Linked DNA regions of Sus scrofa: region 2 is linked to region 1. A link is a contact called in public HiChIP or PLAC-seq data. All regions are on one chromosome and are shown on one strand. The core of a region is the stretch at or near the end of the contact, and the rest is flanking DNA. Distances in the headings are between cores, read along the strand shown. Region 1 holds the start of NOP58 (nucleolar protein 58). Region 2 overlaps BMPR2 (bone morphogenetic protein receptor type 2).

Region 1 (7,580 bases), core at 2,031-4,530:
TGGAGGTTCCCAGGCTAGGGGTCGAACCGGAGCTGTAGCCACTCGCCTACCAGAGCCACAGCAACGCCAGATCCAAGCTGCATCTGCGACCTACACCACAGCTCGCAGCAATGCTGGATCCTTAACCTACTGAGCGAGGCCAGGGATCAAACCCAAAACCTCATGGTTCCTAGTTGGATTCATTTCCACTGCGCCACAATGAGAACTCCTTCAGTAAGATTCTTAACCCACTGCCACAAGGGGAATTCCTGAAGAAAACTTTCTTAGAGCATTCTATTCAAGCATGAATTTTATGCAGTCCATATAAATTTATACCCCAGCTTTGAAAGATTAAGGGGACCGGAGCTAATAACCATGTACTGAACATCTACACACATGTTTCAGAGAATATTCACACCTTTAAGGTGTACAATTTACTTTTAGTAATTCTTTCAAACTTGTTCAACTTATTTTAGAATATTCTGTATGTCAATTTTATTCAGAAAGAATCAATAACTGCTACTGTAGTTCCCACCATAGCCCAGTGGGTTAAGAATCTGACTGCAAAGACTTGGGTTGCTGTGGAGGTGCAGGGTTCCATCCCCAGCTTGGTGCAGTGGGTTAAAGGATCTCACTTTGCTGTGTCGTAGATTGCAGCAGTGTTTCGGGCTCAATCCCTGGCCCAAGAACTTCCATATGCTGCCAGTGCAGCCATGAAATAAAAAAATAACTGCTACTAATTCCAAGTATTTATAAATGAAACAATATTTCAGAATATTCACAAGCCTTTGGTTATTTCTCAATTAGGTTACATAAAAAATAAATTACAATTTGACAATTTTCAATAGTAATTTAAGTAAAATCAAAAACTGCAATAGAAGGAGTTCCCATTGTGAATCAGTAGTAACAAACCTAATTAGTATCCATGAGGACTAGTTTCAATCCCTGGCCCTGCTCAGTGGATTAAGGATCCGGTCTTGCCAAGAGCTGCGGTTCAGGTTGCAGACTCGTCTGGGATCCCACGTTGCTATGGCTGTGGCTCCAACTCACCCCCCCTAGCCTGGGAACTTCCATATACTTCGGGTGTGGCCCTTAAAAAAGCACAAAAAAAGGAAAACAAAACAAAACAAAACAAAACACTGCAACAGAATACCCAGGACTTATTTTTACGGAGGATACTCTATATTAATAGAAATCAGTAGTAATTCCTCATATGACTTTATACTTTATGACCCAGGGTCTAGAAACCACACAGTTGCTAAGCCAGTTCCTTCCCACCGTTGGATTCAAGCAGTGGAGAGTGCATTTACACCTCCCCCGCCCCTTAGCATCCAGTTAAGGATGTTTGTTGTAACATCGATTTAGATGAAACTCATCCAGACACCCACACACTATAATGGCTATGAGAATTTGGGGGGCATGAGCAAAATGCTGAGACCTTGGAGAAGATTGCAAAAAGATGGGGAAAAGCCTAAAGGACCTATTCCTGGGCTCTATGGACCTTTAAAGTCCCTTAAAATTGCTAATAATGCATTCAGACAAATCTAATGAGAGGAAAGATAAGAAATATCAGCTTTTGGTTTTAAATTATCTTACTGTTTTTTTTCCCACTTTTTTTGGCTGCAGCATGCAATGGATTAGTATGGAATCTCAGTTCCTAGAGCAGGCGCTGAACCAGACCACAGCGGGAAGCTCCAAATCCTAACCACTAGGTCACAAGGGAACTCCTTTATTGGTTTTCTTAAAACAAGTACTTAATGTAATATGCAAATGGTATTTTCAAATGCCAAAGAGAAACTTGGAAAATAAAATGAAAAACTGCACCAAATCGACGTTTTGGTACCATTCCACACTCTCTGCACCCATATCAGTTTTTTTGATTGATGCCTAGAATCATACCATATTTTATCTAGCATTTTTTACCTTGTCAGTACATATGAAAAATATGCTTTTCATTACTATGTTTGTAGAGCACCAGGATACCACTCAATTTACCTCATTCTCTTAACATCTCAATGGCACCCTACTAAACGATAGTCACATTGTTCAATTATTTATTCAATTATTTCCTTGCTGATGAAGTCAATTTTATTTGTTTATTTATTTATGGTCTTTTAGGGCCGCAATCGTGGCATATGGAGGTTCCCAGGCTAGGGGTCCAATTGGAACTGTGGCAGCTGACCTACACCACAGTTTACTGCAACGAGGGATCCTTAACCCACTAAGTGAGGTCAGGGATCGAACCCACATCCTCATGGATCCTAAGTCGGGCCAAGACGGGAACTCCTTGATGAAGTTAATTTTAAACTTTCCCAATTAAAATAAGCAAAACTCAAATTTTCAGCTCAGATTTCTCCCCTGGGCTTCAAACTTGAAATGACCACTGCATTTCCATGTCTAACAGACATCAAACGCTGAAAACGGCCCAAAATGTAACACTTTAGTAACCCTCCCAGATCCCTAAATCTTCTCCCTACCACCACACCCACTTAAACCCCAAACTCACATTCTTTTATCCCTCAGCCAATCCCATCAGTTCTACCTTCTAATTTTCTCCCAATACTTCTTTCCACCCACACAAACCTTAATCCAAGTAACTTCATCTTGTCTAGATTAACGCAAAAATATCCTTGCTTCCTTTCTTGCACCCCGTCCCGCCAATCCACTTCACACACAGCAAAGCAACTTCATTAATAAAGTTAAATCAGTTTACTCCTCCGTTAAAGTCTCCCAATTACTCCTCAAATCACTCAACAAAATCCAAACTCTTTATCATAACCTGTAAAATTCTAATACGGCACCTGCCCACCTCTCTAACTGGGCCAAATCCCCTTACAGAACCGGGAGGCCCAAACAACGCCGCCACGTGTTCACCGAAATAGGCGCCTTCCAGGCCCAAACCTTCCAGGCCCTTCCTTTCGGACCAGGGGGGCAGAAAAGCACCCACGAGAACATGAGCGCTGTCGTCCTCCCCTTAGGTCTTTCCCTCTCCTCCCCTGCCCAACACCCGCCATCCCCCTCCAATGGCTCCCACCTACCTTAAAGATGGCGTAGCCGACGGACGTTTCAAACAGCACCAACATGGTGAAGCCGGGTCAGGGCGCCGAGTGGCGTGACACGAGATCTTAAACCAGTGAAAAAAAGACCAAATTTGTAGGCCCTCAAGGCCCGCAAGGCCGCGGCTGGCCAAGCACTTGGGCGCACGCCGTCCGGCAAAGAGCCAGACCACGTTGCAAAAACGTTCCACACCTGACTACATGCAGAAAGCGTCCCGGCGCTTCTCCTTCCCCAAGGCTTCTGGGACGTGACTTCACTTCCGACAGATGACGCGCAGCAGAGTCGCCCTGGCTTCCGTTTTGTTCCCGCCACAAAGGACCGTAAAAATATCGCGAGATTTCGTAGAGCGCAACCGCGGTTTTATTTGCTCAAGCTCAGAAAAATCTGAAAGGGAAAACTGTCCTGCTTTGGAGAATGGTGGTGGCTACGGGTTACGGGTACGGTCTTGTTCACTGCTGTGGCTTGGGTCGCCGCTGTAACGCATGTTCGATCCCTGGCTTGGGAAATTCCACCTGCTGTAGGTCTGCCAAAAAAAGAAATTAAAAACAAAAATAAACAAAACCTTCAGGGAGTTCCTCTTGGGGCTCAGCAGGTTAAGAACATAACTAGCATCCATGAAGCGGCAGTTCGATCCCTGGCCTTGCTCAGTGGGTTAAGGAGCCAGCATTGCGGCAAGCTGGGGGCTTGTAGGTTGCAGATGCAGCTGGGATCCCATGATGCAGTGGCTAGGCTGGTAGCTGCAGCTCCGTTTCAACGCCTAGCCTGGGAACTTGTGAGGCAGAATAATAATTCCAATAGTTAGTGTAGGAACACGGGCTTCCATATATTCCCTGATTAATGTCCACGGTTTTAAATTTGTAAAAACAAATCAAGATAAACAGCCCTTGCTTGTTGGAAGATTAACTACTGAAAGTACATCTGTGGACATTAACCTCTGATCTACACATTTGGCTGCTAGAAAAGGAATGTAAAGAATGGCAACTCTAAGTCTAAGGGAAAGAAGAACAAAAGGACCATAAAGCCTATGGAGTATATCCTGACTCTAAGCCCCTATTGGACAAGGCCCAGTATAGGTGCTGGGCAAGGCCAACAGGGAGCAGGACTGATAGCAGGACCCCATGTTGGTACCCCTGTCTTTAAGAGATAACACCTCCTTAGAAAGTTAGTGTGTGGGAAATCTTCCTCTCCCTCGCAGTGTCTGTGCTGGGAGCTATCTGCCTTTCTCTAATAAAGACTTTTGCTTTCTTGCTGCCTGTGTGTTCACAAAGTTCATTCTTCAGCTCCGTGAACAAGAACTGGGATTCCGGTAACATCTTTCCGGGGCCTGTCCAAGATCTGATACACCAGCACTCATAAGGTAAGCAAGCTTGTGATTTTGCTTTCTACTTTGTTCAGTTCCTATTTGCCTCTTGAAAGGAGAATGAATGTGTGTGCCTGAGACGTGTCATGGACACAAAGCCAGTGTGGAGTCCTGATCCAAGTTTCCATTTAAGCCCCTGAGTGACCTCATATGGCTATAAGGCAGACCTTCTGAGCCCAGTCAGACCAGGAGTCCCAGTCGGGGGTTTACATGGACTTGCCATATGCTGAGAGGCACCAAACGGGATGTCCCACGAGGGAGACGGCCAAAGACGGCTGAAGCAAGTCACAAGGCAAACTTTACAACGTGGCCTTCCCCTTCTCCCACCCTGGGTACTCCTCCCTCTATATACTCTAGCCTTTGTAAAGCATTTTGGAAACCACAAGTTACTTTATTCCTGAGGATTAGCAATTTTCAAAAGACCTGTCATAAACAAAAATACTGTTTTTGAGACTTTTTTTTTTTTTTCGTCTTTTTGCTATTTCTTTGGGCCGCTCTCACGGCATATGGAGTTCCCAGGCTAGGGGTCTAATCGGAGCTGTAGCCACCGGCCTACGCCAGAGCCATAGCAACACGGGATCTGAGCCACGTCTGCGACCTACACCACAGCTCACGGCAACGCCAGATTGTTAACCCACTGAGCAAGGGCAGGGACCGAACCCGCAACCTCATGGTTCCTAGTCGGATTCGTTAACCAATGCGCCATGATGGGAACTCCTGTTTTTGTGACTTCTTAAAAGGTGAGGGAGGGTTTAAAGTAGCCGTCCCTACCCCCTTACGAGACTCACCTCCATCTTCCCTATTTTTTACAGCATATCAGGAAGCAGCATATCACAGTGAGCAATGTTAGCTGAGTGGCCAGAGTCCAGTTTTTAATGGAAATCCATCTTTTAGTGGCATCCCTAAGAGGACAAGACACAGGGAGGCCCCTTACACTGTGGGAAGAAGATCTAAGGGCTATATGGATAAAGGTCCTCATAATCCAGTTTTATAAGCTTAGAGAATACCCCTTAAATTACAAGTCCATCCCATTGTAAAGCAGATTTGAGAAAATTTACTGACGATCCACATAGATACACAGAGGTCTTTCAGGGTCTCACGCAATCTTTCAAGTTGACCCGGAGGGACATCATGTTATTGCTGAACCAGACATTGACTACAAATGAAAAGAATAAAGTTTTAGAATGAATATGCTCAAGGCCGGGGAGATGAGTGGTATGTTATAAATGCCAGGAGTAAATCAGAAGAGGAGCTAACATGATTCCTACAGGAGGTCAGGCAGTTCCTGTGAGCAATCCCAATTGGTCTACTTATGAGGGAGACAAAGAAATTAGCATAGGAACCATTTTATCACTTGTATAGTTGAAGGCCTAAAAGCAGCATGAGTGAAGCCTGTTAACTACTCTAAACTATTGGAGGTCTGTCAAGGGGAATAAGAGAGTCCATTGGCCTTCTTAGAAAGGCTCAGAGAGGGATTGAGGAAGCATACACCAATGCACCCAGAATCACTGGAGGGCCAAAAAATTCTTAAGAATAAATTCATAATTCAATCGGCACCAGATATATGGAGGAAGCTCCAGAAATTGGCTTTTGCCCCTGATCAGTATCCAGAGTACCTCCTCAGAATAGCAAGTCAGCTGTATTATAATCAGGACCAGGAAGAGCCAAAGGAAAAGAGGAGAGACAAAGAAAAGGCTGAGGCTCTAGTTAAGGCTCTACAAGGAGTCAACCTGGGAGTTTTCAAGGCAAAAGGACTAGGGCAAAGACCCAAGTCCAGAGCCTGTTTCCTCTGTGGAAAAGAGGGACTCTTTAAAGGGGAAGGCCCCAAGGCTTGCACTCTCTCTGAGGTTGACTCCTCAGGCCCAGGATCAAGACTGATGGGACCCAGGGCTTTCCATATTGTCTCCTGTCCTTATCACTACCCAGGAGCCCCAGGTGACTCTGAATGTAGGAGGACAGCCTATCAACTTCCTTGTGGGTATGGGAGCCACCTTTTTGATCCTCCTCTCCAACCCTGGGTCCCCTTCAAGTACATCTGCTATTATTCATGGTGTTTCTGGCAAGCCGTTTACAAAATTCTATGTAACCTTTTAGTTGTGACTGGGAGTCTGTTTTCTTCTCTTATGCCTTTCTGATTGTTCCAGAGAGTCCAACTCCACTTTTAGGAAGAGATACCTTGTCAAAGGTTAAAGCCTCAATCCACATGACAGTGGAACCAGATCAAGGCTTATGCCTGCCTCTGATGGAAGTAAATATTGACCCAGAAGTCCGGGCCGTTGGAGGAAGGATAGGAGGAGCAATGAACGCTCAACTGGTGTAAATAACTCTTAAAAATCAAAACCTATTTTGATGCCTTTTTTCTTTTTCTTTTTTTTTGCATTCCCTTGGCTAAGGCCTCGCCATTCTTATTTGCCTTTGAGGATCCCTCTGACTAGTCCACACAATTAACTTGGACTGTCTTGCCTCAGGGATTTAGAGACAGCCCTCATTTTTTGGCGAAGCATTAGCCAGAGACTTGACAAACTTTAAGGCTTCCAAGCCTGTCAAAATTATTCAATACTTTGATGACATTCTTCTTTGTGTTGATACCAAGGAACAATGTAAGGTGACTTCTCGTGATCTCCCTAACTTCTTAGCGTGATATGGCTATAAGGTATCAAAATCCAAAGCTCAGATTTGTCAACCTGAAGTTAAATATCTGGGTTTAAAGCTATCACAAGGGATTAGAGCTTTAAGAGAGGAAAGGATCAGACTTATCCTGCAGTACCCACTTCCCAGTACTGTTAGACAACTTCAGGGATTCCTGGGCATTACTGGATACTGCAGGATATGGATTCCTGGCTATGGAGAGTTAGCATGCCCAATGTATAAAATGCTAAAGGAAGCACAACAATCCAGTACCCAAATCCTACAATGGGAACCCAAAGACAAAAAAGCCGTTAAGGCACTTCAATGGGCTCTTCTTCAGGTTCTAGCTCTTAGCTTACTAACAGGACATCTTTTTAATCTCTTTGTAATGGAAAGATCTGGAGTAGCTCTAGGGGTATTAACCCAACCAAAGGCAGAATCTCAACAACCTGTAGTGTATTTAAGTAAAGAGTTGGACTCAGTAACCCAAGGTTGGCCACACTGCCTACCAGTAGTAGCCTCAGTGGCCCTACTAACTTTCAAGGCCATTAAATTA
Region 2 (7,580 bases), core at 3,526-6,025, 230 kb before region 1:
CCAATGGACATTTCTTCAAATTCATGATGCCAGGCAGTATTTTTCTGGGCCAAACTTAACCAACCTTTTTCTTTTCTTTTTGCATGTTAGGGCTGCACCCGTGGCATATGGAGGTTTCCAGGCTAGGGGTCAAATCAGAGCTACAGCTGCCAGCCTACACCACAGCCACAGCAACTCAGGATCCTAGCTGTGACCTACACCACGGATCAAGGCAACACCAGATCCTTAACCCACTGAATGAGGCCAGGGATAGAACCTGCAACCTCATGGTTCCTAGTCAGATTCATTTCTGCTGCGTCATGATGGGAACTCCACCAACTTACTTTTGAGACTCTTTTAAACCCAATGTTTTTATAACTTGTTGAATTATTCTATAGGGCAAGGAAGAAAATATTGAAAAGCCACAAAAGGTTAAAAACAGAAGAGAAAATTCCAAGTTCTCAACTGTATTCTCAAAAATCCTTTGGTTATGAGCAGCAATGCTACAAAATGCATTTAATCGTTCTATTCCATGCTCAAAGTGGATCATATTTTAAAGGCTCAAGGCATTAATATTTTTCAGAATAATGACATAAACAATGGGGTACAAATTTTCTAGTAACTTACCCTTCCCATGTGTCACAAGACATTTTTACTAATATGGAACCTTGCCATAAGGTATGTCAACATTTCTATAATACAAGCCATTCAAGCAAGGGGCTACTGATTTATGACAGCCGAATCCCTTCAGCCCATTTCGTAGTCTTTGTTTTTTCTTTCTTTTTTTTTTTTTATAAGTGCTATCAGTCTAAACAATCTTTTTTTTTTTTAGGGCCGCACTCACAAAATATGGAAGTTCCCAGACTAGGGGCTGAATTGGAGCTGCAGCTGCCAGCCTATACCACAGCTCACAGCAACTCCAGATCCTTTAACCCACCGAGTAAGGCCAGGGATTGAACCCATATCCTCATGGATAGTAGTCGGGTTTGTTTCCACTGAGCCACGACGGGAACTCGGAGAAGTCATTTTGTATAATGATGACTGTTAAAGATTTTGGTGAGCTCTTCTATATTGCATTATAATCCTTCTAGGGCCATAAACCAAGTATCAAGTTGCTAGAGGCCCCACAGCACAATGCTATAGGCACATGGGAGACTCAGCATATAACTCCTAAAAAAAAAAAATGACATTAAAAACCATGAAGAACTTTATAGTTTCTTGTTTTATTTATTTTTTTTTAGAGCTGCACCTAAGGCATATGGAGTCCCCAGGCCAGGGGTCCAATTGGAGCTACTGCTGCTGGCCTATACCATAGCCACACCAACGCAGAATCTGAGCTGCATCTGAGACCTACACCACAGCTCAGGACAACGCCAGATCCTTAACCCACTGAGCCAGGTCAGGGATCAAACCTGTGTCCTCATAGGATACTAGTCAGATTCATTTCTGCTGTGCCACAAACTGGAACTCCTATGGTTTCTTTATATTGACTTTTCTGAATTTTCTATGGACTTTTTAATAAATACTAATATGCTCAACAAAGTTTCAAAAGTGATACTGGCATCATCTTACTTGGATTGTTTAAACTGGTCAGTACTTTATCTCAACTATTCATAGTAAGTATGTGAGTTGCATTACAAACCAGCAGTTACATAAGACAAATTGCTAACTATTCCAATTATTGTGACATTATCTTTTAAATTATAAACAACAAAATTATTTGTTTTATACAACATTTTAATTACTTCTGAAGTCCAACCAAATGGCTTATTTTATTTTTTGCTTCTTTCAGGGCTGCACTGCAGTATATGGAAGTTCCTAGGCTAAGAGTCAAATCAGAGCTGCAGCTACTGGCCTATGCCGCAGCCACAGCAACACCAGATCTGAGCCATACCGGCAACCTACACTATAGCTCATGGCAAGGCCGGATCCATAACCCACTGAGCAAGGCCAAGGATCAAACCTGCATCCCTGCATACTAGTCAGGATTGAAACCTGCTGGGCCACAATGAGAACTCCCAAATGGCTTATTTTATTTTGAAAAGTAATATAAAATAATTGCTAGTTGAAACATAATCTGTTTCTAACTAAGTAGTTACTTAAATGGTCCCAAAAGATTACACAATCCCTCCACTTACACTGCAAACTGCTGCCATCAAGGACATTTGTGGCTGAAAGATCCAGAGAATTAGGCCTCTGTGCTCTTCTGGGCTTTGACGGTGCAGGGTCTGCTACTGTGCTTGGAACACCCTGTGTAAGACCTTCTTGCTCTGAACATGGATTGCTGTTGTTGTTATTGGAATTAGTTCGGCCGCCTTCCAGTGGTCGTTCCCTCCTGTCCACCAGACGATCCAGAACACCTTCATCATGGCCAGCCTGTTGCTCTCGTCTCAGTAATGGTTCATGCTCATCAGGACTGGAATTAATATTCAGCCGGGTGTCCTCACCAATGAATTGATTCTGCAGCATTTCTTGGGTTCTATGTGCCACTGTGTTGGCTGTCTGGCCAGACGGAACTACCCCATTGACATACTGGGTAGTGGCAGCATGAGAGTTAATGCTGTGGTTTCTACCTGCCACACCATTCATGGTGACCGTCACCACATGAGGTTCTGCAGCATTGATTGTATTCATCTTGGCAACTCCAGTTTCTACTTGTTTCAAGTTTGATTTGTGCTTGCTGCCAAATTTCAGCCGGGGCTCCTTTGTTGAATTTTTGGTGTTCAAAGGCAAACTAGTAGGTCTCTTAGGAAGGTTCTGTTGCTTGGGGAGAGGATAGATCTGAGCGGGTGGGACATCAGGAATTAAACATGCTTGGCCATTTGCAGCCTGTGCGAAGTCCTGCTGTCCTGTCACTTCTACTGCAAGCTTTATGAGTGGGTAAAGCAAGCTAGAACTGGTACTGCTCAGGGGATCTGGCCCACTAAACTGTTTAAGAGAATGTTCCATGAGATTCTCATCAGAACTTTCTTTGAGGTTTTTATCAACTTCTTTTGGGTCCAGCTTGTTGGTCTCCAAGTCTTCTTCTGTCAGTTGTAAGCAGACGGGGGTTGGCCCGATTGGCTGTGAGACATTTGTGGCATGCAGATTTGCTTCATCTGAGTATGGCATCTCAGATATAGTGGTCATGCCGGTGCTTGGAGTGAGGCCAGTGGTGTTTGTGGTTGTAGTGTTGGTAGACAAGCTGGTGACACTTGTTTCAGGGCTGGGGATTCGAGCTTGTGCTTGCTGCCGTTCATAGTTAATTGAATTTCGGTTCTTTTCCCCTAAAGTCAAAGGTGTGCTGGACATTGAATGCTCAGAGGAGATATTCTTCACAATGCTGTCAGTGTGATGGATCGAGTCTTCAATGTATGAGGAAGAAGAATAATCTGGATAAGGGCCAATCTTTGGCACACGCCTGTTGTGGGATAGGTTGCTTAAAGAAAGAAAAAAGTGCCATGTTGAGAATGTACATTTATGACAAACTGACTCTCAGAGTTTAACACCTCTGATTTTAAAGAATAATTTGCTTTTAATTTTATTCCTAACCCACATTATTCTAAAGGTTATTTAATAATTCTAATCAAACAATCAAATGTCATTTAATACCTTGCTAAAGGCTAGTTTTGTATGATTTAAGCCTACCAAAAAGCCTATATGGATCTAGACATGATTTATATATATACTTATTCTTTAGGCTTATAAAAGTTATTTAAAAAAACTCCCCTATAGTTTTGTAACATTAGCAAATATACCTTTATGAATTGAATACTTGCACAACAGACATAAAAGTTCCATGAGAGGAGTTCCCATTGTGGTTCAATGGTTGACGAATTCAACTAGGAACCATGAGGTTGCGGGTTCGATCCCTGGCCTCGCTCAGTGGGTTAAGGACCCGGCGTTGCTGTGAGCTGTGGTGCAGATCGCAGATGCGGCTCAGATCCTGCGTTGTTGTGGCTATGGCTGTGGCTGGCAGCTACAGCTCCCATTAGGCCCCTAGCCTGGGAACCTCCATATGCCGTAGGTTGCGGCCCTGAAGAGGCAAAAAAAAAAAAAAAAAAAGTTCCATGAGAGAAGGAAACAAGGCGTGTGTCTTTTACATTTCCATAATTCTAAATATACAACTGCTACTCAACAAATATGTTACCAACTAAGTTCCAAATAGTAAAAAGAACATAATCTTTTAGGTTGTTTCAAAGTGCTACATTAAGACGCATAGTCTAGCAAAGGAACTTATCTTCCTAAGGTAGACCGAACCATTATCAATGAAAGTCTTAGAGCCTTAGGGTATAAGGCAGAATGTGACACTCAAAATAAAAAAATAAATAAATAAATAAATCAAAGATATAGAACTGCTCTCCAGTTATCAAAGGTTCTTCCCTGTTATTGTCACATCTTGAGAATGGTGGTTCTTAAACATCACACTATAACATATTTGCTTTAAAAAAAAAAAGCCAGGCCAAGATATGGAAAAAACCCAAGTACCCACTGATAGATAAATAGACAAAAATGTGGTATATGCCCAACAGAATATCAGCCATAAAAAAGAATGAAATCTTTCCATCTGTGACATGGATGGATCTAGAATGTATTATGCTAAGTGAAATAAGTCAGACAGAGAAAGACAAATACCATATGATTTCACTTGTATGTGGAATCTGAAAACCAAACCAAATAAAACTAAACAAACAGAATTACAGATACAGAGAACAAACAGGTATTTGCCAGAGAAGAGGGGGTCAGGGAAGGGAGGAAATAAGTGAGAAATGTTAAGAGGTATAAAATTCCAGTTGCAGAATACATGAGTCATGATGACATACACACTCTAAGGAACAGAGTAAATAACTATGTAATATCTTTGTAGGATGATATACCGTAACTAGACTCATACTGGTGATAATTTTTGAAATGTATAGAAATACCAAATCACTATGTTGTGTAACAGGAACTAACACAGAGTTACAGGTCAACTGTACTTCAAAACCAAACAAACAAACTCATAGAAAAAGAGATCAGATTTGTGGTTACTAGCAGCAGACAGTGGGGATAAGGTTACTAGCAGCAGAGAGTGGGGATAAGGAGAACTGGATGAATGCAGTCAAAAGGTACAAACCTCCAGTTACAAAATAAATGAGTACTAGGGATGTAATGTACATGACAAATTTAATTAACACTGCTGTATGTTATATATGAAAGTTAACAGAGTAAATCCTAGGAGTTCTCATCACAAGTGAAAAAATTACTTTTTCCTATTACCTAAATTTTGTAGATATATGAGATAATGAATATTCACTAAACTTCCTATGATAATCATTTCATGATGTATGTAAGTCAAATCATTTTGCTGTACACATTTAACTTACACAGTGCTGTATGACAAATATCTCAATAACTGGAAGAAAAAATAAAAGTGAGGGATGGTTTTAACTAAAACCTAAGTATAAACATTGGGAACATTAATAGATATGAGCGTTGTAGGAGAAGCAGCATCTGATGAGGTTAGGAGGGGAATGACAGGAAGAGAAAGAAGAAAAAGTCTGTATTATACAAGAAAAGGAAGTTAAGGAGAGGTGGAGGGTATGATTAAATAGTATGAAAGCTAGAGTTGAACAAGTATGGGATGAACCATGATTTAGGAGAAACTACTTAGAAGTGATTGGACGTGAAAAGAAGCATGTAAGGGGTAGAGCTGAATGACACAGGAAGCAAAATGGCCAAAGCAAGGGGGAGTAAGTTTCTTCTTTACCAGTTGAGAAAAGTTCAAAATCACTTAAAAGTAAAAGCAGCTGACTCTGAAGAGAGGTACAAACAGGATATGAGAGGATATAGAAAAAAACAGAGATAAGGGGAGATGGAAACGGAAGACTATCTCAGTATGTGTAAGGTGAGAAAATTTATACTTAGAATTGCTAATCTCTACCTTCCTTGCCTTGCTGATTTGATAGGAATAAAGGTTTACATGCTAAATGTAATTTAATCTAAACATCAGTGTAAACCCAATTTTGGGCCTATAGTTCATAATACAAATTGCTCTTAGAAATTAAAACAATAGAAGATAGTAAGGAAAATGATTCAAGAATCAAGTTTTTGTTTTTCTTTTTTTACAAAATAAATGGTACCTCTTATTTAATTAATGTATTTTTCTTTTTGGCCTTGCCAGTGGTATGTGGAAGTTCCTGGGCCAGGGACTGAACGTGTGCCATGGCAGTGACGACACCAGATTCTTAACCTCTAGGCCACCGGGGAACTCCTGTTTTTTTGTTTCTTTTAATCTTAATTTTTTCTGGTTACTCCTTTCTTGGATGCCTTCCTGAAAGCTTTTAACATGTTTTAGTTATGGGAAGACTTTATCCCCTAAACATGGAACACAGAAACACAGATTACACAGTTTGAATGTTCCATGTTTTAGGAATGTTTTCTTAAAAGCCCCTTTATTTAGAACCAAAAATCATAGTTCTAATAAAGAAATGTCTCACAAAATAATGCTCGTGATGGGATTAAAAAAAAAAAAAAAAACTTATGAATTACTTTCATTTAAAAGTAGTAGTGGTTATACTATAAAAAAAAGAGCACTGGATAGAAAGCCTGGAAATCTTAGTTTCCAGTGAAGCAATGATTAGATACATTAGGCAAGTCCATAGTTTTATTTCCTTTAAAACAAATAAATGAACAAACAAACAAGGGATGGAGAAGTATCAACAACAAAGGATAATCAAGACAATATAGTCTACAGAAGTGCTTAGACACTTCTGGACCTACGAAAATGCTTTACCTTTATTATTGTAGGGAACTTGGAGCATTAAGACCTTTATCTTTTTTATCTTTACTATATCTTAAGATATTAAAAACTACAGATTCCATCTTGCACTTATACCAAACAAAAATCAGAACAGGAATACGAAAGAAATCATGTCATTAGACTGTATGCGTTAATCACTGCACTATTAGATGGTGCTCTCTGCTTGGTCCCTGTTTTAAACACTGACAGAGGGATTCCAAACCTTCAGGGTCTTACCGCTCATTCTGCATAGCAGTAGACATGGGATTGACTGTTGGGCTCACAGATTTGTTTCTTTCCCATATCATCATAAGTTCAGCCATCCTCTCCTCAGCACACTGTGCAGTAAGCCGAGCCTCTGCATCCTGGTCCCAACAGTCTTCGATTGTCTCCTTGAGTGACCTCACTGCCTGTAATAAAGTACACATCAATATATAGGCAACTGTATTTTCCTCAAACTATTTTCTTTCTTTCCTTTTTGTCTTTCGTCCTTTTAGGGCCACACTCGTGGCATATGGAGGTTCCCAGGCCAGGGGTCTAATCAGAGCTGCTGCTGCTGGCCTACACCACAGCCATAGCAACACCAGATCAGAGCAGCGTCTGTGACCTACATCACAGCTCATGGCAACGCTGGATCCTTAACCCACTGAGCCAGGTCAGGGATCGAAGCCTCATCCTCATGATTACTAACTAGTCAGGTTCATTACCTCTGAGCCACAACAGGAACTCTAAAGTTCAAAGGAGTATAATCTTTAAAAATACTGAAATCACTACACTGTACACTTGAAACTAATATAATATTGTAAGTGAACTATACTTGAATTAAAAAAAAAATGTTGCT

What was found. HiChIP or PLAC-seq counts read pairs in DNA pulled down with a chosen protein or histone mark.
Region 2: an H3K27ac HiChIP or PLAC-seq map of alveolar macrophages shows a contact between it and region 1. The contact joins the enhancer-like site here to the promoter of NOP58 in region 1. A contact is called at or near these places in 1 of 5 promoter capture datasets (liver), 16 of 47 Hi-C or Micro-C datasets (adipose tissue, brain, embryonic fibroblasts and 10 more) and 2 of 2 datasets of contacts at active chromatin or transcription factors (alveolar macrophages and skeletal muscle).

What each region holds. Positions count from the first base shown.
Region 1 is chr15:105,889,308-105,896,887 of Sscrofa11.1, reverse strand. It overlaps NOP58 (nucleolar protein 58), which reads right to left and starts at 3,280. Exons shown (of 14, transcript XM_021075921.1): 1 at 3,018-3,280. The coding sequence starts at 3,062. LOC102166561 (a long non-coding RNA gene) reads left to right here and starts at 3,326. Exons shown (of 3, transcript XR_308179.3): 1 at 3,326-3,473; 2 at 4,305-4,393.
Region 2 is chr15:106,124,561-106,132,140 of Sscrofa11.1, reverse strand. BMPR2 (bone morphogenetic protein receptor type 2) reads right to left here. Exons shown (of 13, transcript NM_001204900.1): 11 at 6,977-7,149; 12 at 2,118-3,397. Among named protein-coding and RNA genes, the nearest start is that of FAM117B, 55 kb to the left of the region's middle. Within about 2 kb of position 4,775, at least 4 of the 83 cell types and tissues checked have an H3K27ac peak or open chromatin away from gene starts, as enhancers often do. A contact at or near this core is called in alveolar macrophages, where this site is marked.